Linked DNA regions of Mus musculus: region 2 is linked to region 1. Evidence: chromatin contacts called from public Hi-C data. All regions are on one chromosome and are shown on one strand. Each heading gives the region's core, a stretch centred on a gene start, on an enhancer-like site or on the middle of the called end of the contact. The rest is flanking DNA. Distances are from core to core; before and after follow the strand shown. Region 1 has its middle 110 kb from the start of Gm41516. Region 2 has its middle 58 kb from the start of Gm23186.

What was found. Hi-C and Micro-C count contacts between places; a contact is called where the count stands out from the background.
Region 2: a Hi-C map of myocytes shows a contact between it and region 1, with 2.1 times the contacts expected there. The contact joins two enhancer-like sites. A contact is called at or near these places in 1 of 484 Hi-C or Micro-C datasets (myocytes), 1 of 115 datasets of contacts at active chromatin or transcription factors (large pre-B cells) and 1 of 9 other capture datasets (embryonic stem cells).

Annotation. Positions count from the first base shown.
Region 1 is chr17:4,296,723-4,299,764 of GRCm38.p6, forward strand. No RefSeq gene overlaps it. Among named protein-coding and RNA genes, the nearest start is that of Gm41516, 110 kb to the left of the region's middle. Within about 2 kb of position 1,564, at least 21 of the 459 cell types and tissues checked have an H3K27ac peak or open chromatin away from gene starts, as enhancers often do. A contact at or near this core is called in myocytes, where this site is marked.
Region 2 is chr17:4,734,008-4,737,049 of GRCm38.p6, forward strand. No RefSeq gene overlaps it. Among named protein-coding and RNA genes, the nearest start is that of Gm23186, 58 kb to the left of the region's middle. Within about 2 kb of position 1,429, at least 28 of the 459 cell types and tissues checked have an H3K27ac peak or open chromatin away from gene starts, as enhancers often do. A contact at or near this core is called in myocytes, where this site is marked.

The DNA of each region.
Region 1 (3,042 bases), core at 314-2,813:
TAAGTTGAATGAATAACACATGTTCCCTAAGTTTGGCAGTAGAGTTAAAGGGTGAGTTTTAGAACATTGGGCAGAAACATTGAGTTCCAGACAAGAGCTTTAAACTAAAAAGACAAATATGCCTCTAAAATGTGCCATGCCTGGCGTCTTTGCAGCGGGCCTTCTTTGAGGCTTCAATTTGTATCTGGACCCTAGGGAGACTTTGGGATTAGCAGGGCCTGACCTAAGTATCACATGCAAAACATGGCAGGTGTCGGCAGCTTAAAGAAACGGAAAGGGATGGCAACTACAGAATCTGTGGAAAGCAGCCAGAAGGGGTGGCTCTGGCTGCCCATCTGTTATGGAAAACTAATTCTGTGCCAAGAACCATGCTGAACCTTTTTTTATGTGTATCTGATCTCATATTTCACCAGTGATAGCACATAGATATTATTTTTATTTTTTATTTTATTTTTTGCAAAAGAGCTAGGGGAAGTAGAGAAACTTGTGTCTGTCACACAGATGCACTAGGTAGTAGCAGATAGCTAATCTCTGGCTGGTTCCCAGGCACAGGCTTATGACACCCATGCCTTGGAACCATGCTCAAGCACTGGCTTGTTGACCAATCCTGACTTTAGGTTGACAGTCGTGAGGCAGTATTACACTGTGTTAGTGAGGCACTGAAACCAGCCATGTGGAACTTGGTGTGTGGTTCCCAGGGACAGCTGAACCCCAAAGTCAGAAGAGGAACAAGCAGTCAACTCAGGCATGCTCAATAGACATTAGTGTTGCTTCTGGAACCAGAAGGCTCAGGTTGGCAATTGGGCTATCATTAATACCAGGACTCTGGGTTCAGCACAAAGGAAGAGGCCAGCCAGGATGAGACAGCTCTAGAAGGAAGCAGAGCTGCTGCTGAGGATGTCAGGCACACAGAGAGATGTGGGGAAAGGCATCCTGGCCTCCACCATGCTGCCCAAGCTTCCTTGAGCCCCACCCATCGCTCAAACCTTCCCAAGGCACTGCAGTGAGCTTTGTTTCATCTCATTTCAGTCTGATACTACCTCTGTCCTCAGAGTCCATGTCAGGAAGTCATGACAAAGTGACCCTTGCTGGTCACAGAAACTTCTAGATTTGGACTGATAGAAAACTGTCCCTAATGAATTTTGCTCTCTATGGAGGTGCTTGTGAGAGACAAATTCATTTTTTTTCTTTCTCTTAGATTTATCATTCTATACCAACATAATCCATGACCTTTTAAGTGGAAGACAGTATTGCCCATGACTAACTATATCTGCCTCCTTGCTTTGTAGAAGACAATAATGGTTGTAGCCTATCTGAGCAGCCAGTGGGTCTCAGAACAGAACTAGTTACTCTCCTGTGTGTGGTTTGGGTGTGATGTCTCCCATGTCTGCCACAGGCTCCCACTAGCTCCTGTGTTTGAGCACTTGGCTCCCAGCTGCTGGTGTCATTTTGGGAAGGCTGTGAAATCTTTAGAAGTTGAAGCCTGGGTTATAGAAGCAGGCTCCCAAGTGCCAAGCCTTGAGGGCAATAGCTCCACCCTGTTTCCATCTCATCTCCAGTTTCTGTCCACTGCGGTCATGTGGCCAGCTGTTAAACCTCCAACCACTACAGACCAATCAGCTCTAGCTACCACGGCTTCCAGCATGATGCCTTCTAAATTGCCCACCCCCCCTCTCTCTGAAGAGGATTGGGGTTTTTCTTTACTTTTCTTTTTTCTTTTTTGCTACAGCACTGAGAAAAACTAATATTATTATTCCGATAAAGGAAAGAAGATTTTACTGCTTAGGCAAATACTCTACATTAGCTTCTGTATTTCTTTCTGTGATCTGCACCTCTCCCAGCACGTAGCACAATATCTTCCTGAGGGATGTGGTCAACGGAAATAATGGGAGGAGTTTATTGTCACCCTCCATGGCCAAAGGTGATTATTATAGCCAGCACTTACTGTTGTCTGCATTAGCAGCTAAACATGGGGAATGTTAGCGATCAGTAGATCTTGAACTTATTGTTAATTATCAGGTACCATTGTAACATCAATGGCTTTGCCTGCTTTTGGTTCAGTCCTTTCATAAGCTCAGCTGAAAATGCAGCAGACAAAAGTCTTTAATGTAAATTTCCTGGGAACCCGTGTCTACTCAGCATTTTCCTTTGTTCCGGTTGTGCCCCGTCACCTGCTGCTTCAGCAGTGAGTCCCTGTGCCTTTGATCAGAGCACTGATGGGACTTTCATAACACTTGATATTTATAATCAGAGAGCTGCATGCGGGTTATTGTCACATATTCACAAACGTGCCTCTCCTTCCACTGAGAAGGAGAATATGCCCCCTGATAACAATAAAAGTGACAGAGGTACTCAGTGGAAGAAGTGGGGTTTAGAGGGGACCACCTTGGATTTAAGTGTCTGGAACATTGCCTGGGATGATGGACACAGCCTGGTATCTGCTGAGGAGCACAATGAAGTGAGAACACATGAAATACAGGCAAACTTTTATCTACTACAGAGAAAGAACCTCCTGGGAAAATACAGGCCTGCTAGGAAATGGTGCGGGCATGAAAGGTGATTTATGTTTCCTGCAGGCAGTTCTGAACTAATTCCCAGAATGGCATGAAGGGATTGCCAATTTGAACAGAAGACAAACTGTGCTCTCTGTCCATTTGAAACCATATCACCTACAAGGGTAATACAAATGGCTGGTTTTGGTTGTTTTTTTAAGTCACTTACTTCTAAGGAGATCCAAGGGCTTCCCACCCATGAGTTCATTTACTAGCATGCTGGGAACACTGTTCCCCCATGTGCAAGAGAAGTGCTACTTCCCTAGGTAGAAGAGAGTGACAGCATTCCTCTGTTCCCCCTCACTCTGCTTAACCCTCTCTACACAAGCCAATCTCTCTCTCTCTCTCTCTCTCTCTCTATATATATATATATATATATATATATATATATATATATATATATATATATAGTGCTAGCTGGCTAGGCCCAGTGCACCTGTAAAGCAGCAGGGTCATTTAATCCTGGGATATGGCATGGTGCTATAATCAC
Region 2 (3,042 bases), core at 179-2,678, 440 kb after region 1:
AGGACAGCCAACAGCATCAGGAAAACAACCCTGCCTTCAGATGCTGCTAACTCTATGAACATCTACATGAGGGTCTTAACATGGAACAGCTGCATTTTAAAAAAAGAAAAAGTGCAAAATTAGGTGATGGAAAAAATGCGTTCTTTGGTCAACACATGGTCAAAGGTTGGAGATTCGGTTCATCCAGTCTGTCTCATCCTATCTGTGCATCTTTGAAGATGGTGAGGGACAAAGATTTCTTGGAATTGGTTGTGTTTTAAAGGTAGCAACATCTATTTCTACCTGAAGAAAGAAACACAATAACCATTTCCTTATTCTTATCTCTGACCATCATAGATATTCTTCCTTATAATTACGTGGACTATTGCTGTCATGGCCGGCATTTTCACTACTTACCATTATGGGTATTTAGAGGCTCATAAAATGTGAGCTTCCTCAATGCTTAAACAGCACAAGAGATAAATCAGAGTTTTGGCTGTGTGGAGGAAACCTAACTGAGAACAGCTGGAGAGCTCTCTTGACTAAATATTTACAAAAGGCATGATTATTTCACTGAGTGACATTGTGTGAAGATAACAATTTATCAATCATCTTACTTAACACCAATCCCCACGGGACGGGCCGCATTCCCACTTAACAATAAGAATCTATTGTATGCTAATTAATTTACTTATTTTCACTTCGGGTTATTTTAGACACATTTGCCCTTGTGTTTTTATAACAGCTCATATTACACAGAGACCAAACAAATGTTTTATAGGCAGAGAAGGTTGGGGGAAGCACAACTAAGGATCAGTCTTGGCTCACATTTGGTCCTCAGGGGCCCAGGGTGAGAAGAACGGATGTGTAGAGGCACATCCTGCCTATTTGGTTGCAGATCCTGCTGCTAATTTCGAAGATATTCTAGGGAAAATAAAAAGACAGAGGCCAACAGCATTCTAAATTTAAATATAAAAGTTTTATATTTAAACTTTAAAAAAAAAATTTTTTTTCAAAAATTTCTCCCTGGTGGATGAAGCAACAACTCCCCCCACTCCTTCTAAGGTCTCAGTGACAAACCAAAAGTTCAAGTCCACAAAGGCCCCCGCGGAAGACTAGTAAGTTCAGTGAGCTTATTTACAGACCATACATGAGGACTGTGGGAGACCCCAATGCAGCCTCACTGCAAAGTCTTCACCCACCATGATGATGGTGCCTCCCCATAATAGCACCAGACTCCAAGGCCTCCTGGAGTTAAGGCAGACTACAAACAACTGGTTGGAAGGGGTAGCTGGATACTTAAGAGCACAATGACCATCTCTGGTCCTCCTTCTGTGAGGGAGCAGCCACATCAACAAGCCCAGCTGTGATGGCTTTTTGCACACAGGCACAGCTGAACTCCTGCAAATGGCAGTTGTTTGGCTGAGCCTCACAGTTAGACACAGCTGTGATTTCCCACACCCGAAGCAGCTATGAGGCAAGCCTCACCCAAGCATAGTTCCTGTACACCATAGCCCTTAGTCTCCTGGGAAAATCCAGAGAACCCAGCTGACCACATAGACTAAGACTCTCTGCAGAGCCAACTGGAAGCAGAATTCTGGGACATTGGCTGTGGTATCCACACACACAGACCTTCCAGAACCTTGACTTAATACAGAATATGTAGACTGTAAAAGCACAAGATGAGGGCAAGATTTGTCACAAAGATGGGTGACAAGGTTTCTCTTGTATCCCCAAATACCACACCTCTGTTGTCCAAACCTGTGTGTTGTTGTCACTTGACAAGGTCTAAGAGAAAGAAATGCTAGCCCACACAACCAGCAGGAATTCACTAGCCAGTACTAAGCTGGCTCTTGAGGAACTGGGGATACAAAGGGAGTGGGGGGCGTTCCTCCTCTACAGGGGGCACAGATGAAGGTCCTGTGATGAGAGCCCAAGAGCTAATGCCATCCAGCTCCCTCAATCCTCTAACTCCTCCTCCTGCCCTGGAAGTTGAGGAAATTGGAATCCACATGAAAAGTAGTGATAGAGATATATGCAGGCCAAAGTCTGTACAGAGTGACAACTTAAGAAAAAACTCCCACAGTAACGTCCCTTGTGACAGTATTCTAGAACTGAGCTCTTTCAAAACAAATTGAGAGATATTAAGAAAACTAACACAAGGCATGCAAGAAAAACAAAAGTCAGATTTGGAAAAACCTAGAAATAAAGGAACAAACTTTTTTTAAAATTACAAATAAAACATAATCACTTTATAAATTAAATTACAAGAAACAAAAGAATAAACACAATTAGAAATACCTTCTGAACATCAAAATGTTTTTAACAAAGGAGTGTAAAAAGCAAATGTTAAGGAGTCTACAGAAGATGAGAAACAATGCAGACAACCAGAAATAATTTAACATATGAATGTTACCAGTCCCCATAAAGGGGAAACCAAAGCAAAGGAGAAGAAACAAACTTAAAAATGCTTGATGCTTCCAGAAGACCCATATTTGATCCCAGAACCCACATGACAGTTCACAACTGCCTGTAAGTCCAGCTCTAGGCGATCAGATGCCTTCCTCTGACTTCTATAGGTACCAAACAGGTATATGGTGTACAGAAAGGCATTCGGGTAAAACACTCCATGCACATAAATTTAAAATAAATCTTTCCTTTTTTGTAACTCAAAATAATCTTCCTTAAGGAAAATATGTGCAATCACACATTGAGAGAATCCCAGGATTCCTGAGAATATCAAACCAGAACTATCAACTCCAAGTCATTTGTTGATAAATATGATGTGCTTTAAAGAAAAAAGGAGGGAGTAAGGTAGGTATGAGAGTCAGAAGGCGAGGACGGGCAAAGGCTGGAGGAGGAAATGGGGGTATGATGTAACTCTATTTTGAAGAATTATAAAGAAAAGGGGAAATTATTGGAATGGATGCTTTAGAAACAGGAAACCATTAAAATATTTAAAATGACGAAGAACATAACAGTTATGTGCAAGCTTAACACTGTAGATGTGCAATGCTATCACTGAGTAATCAAATAAAAGTGACTGTTAAGTAATTATGAATG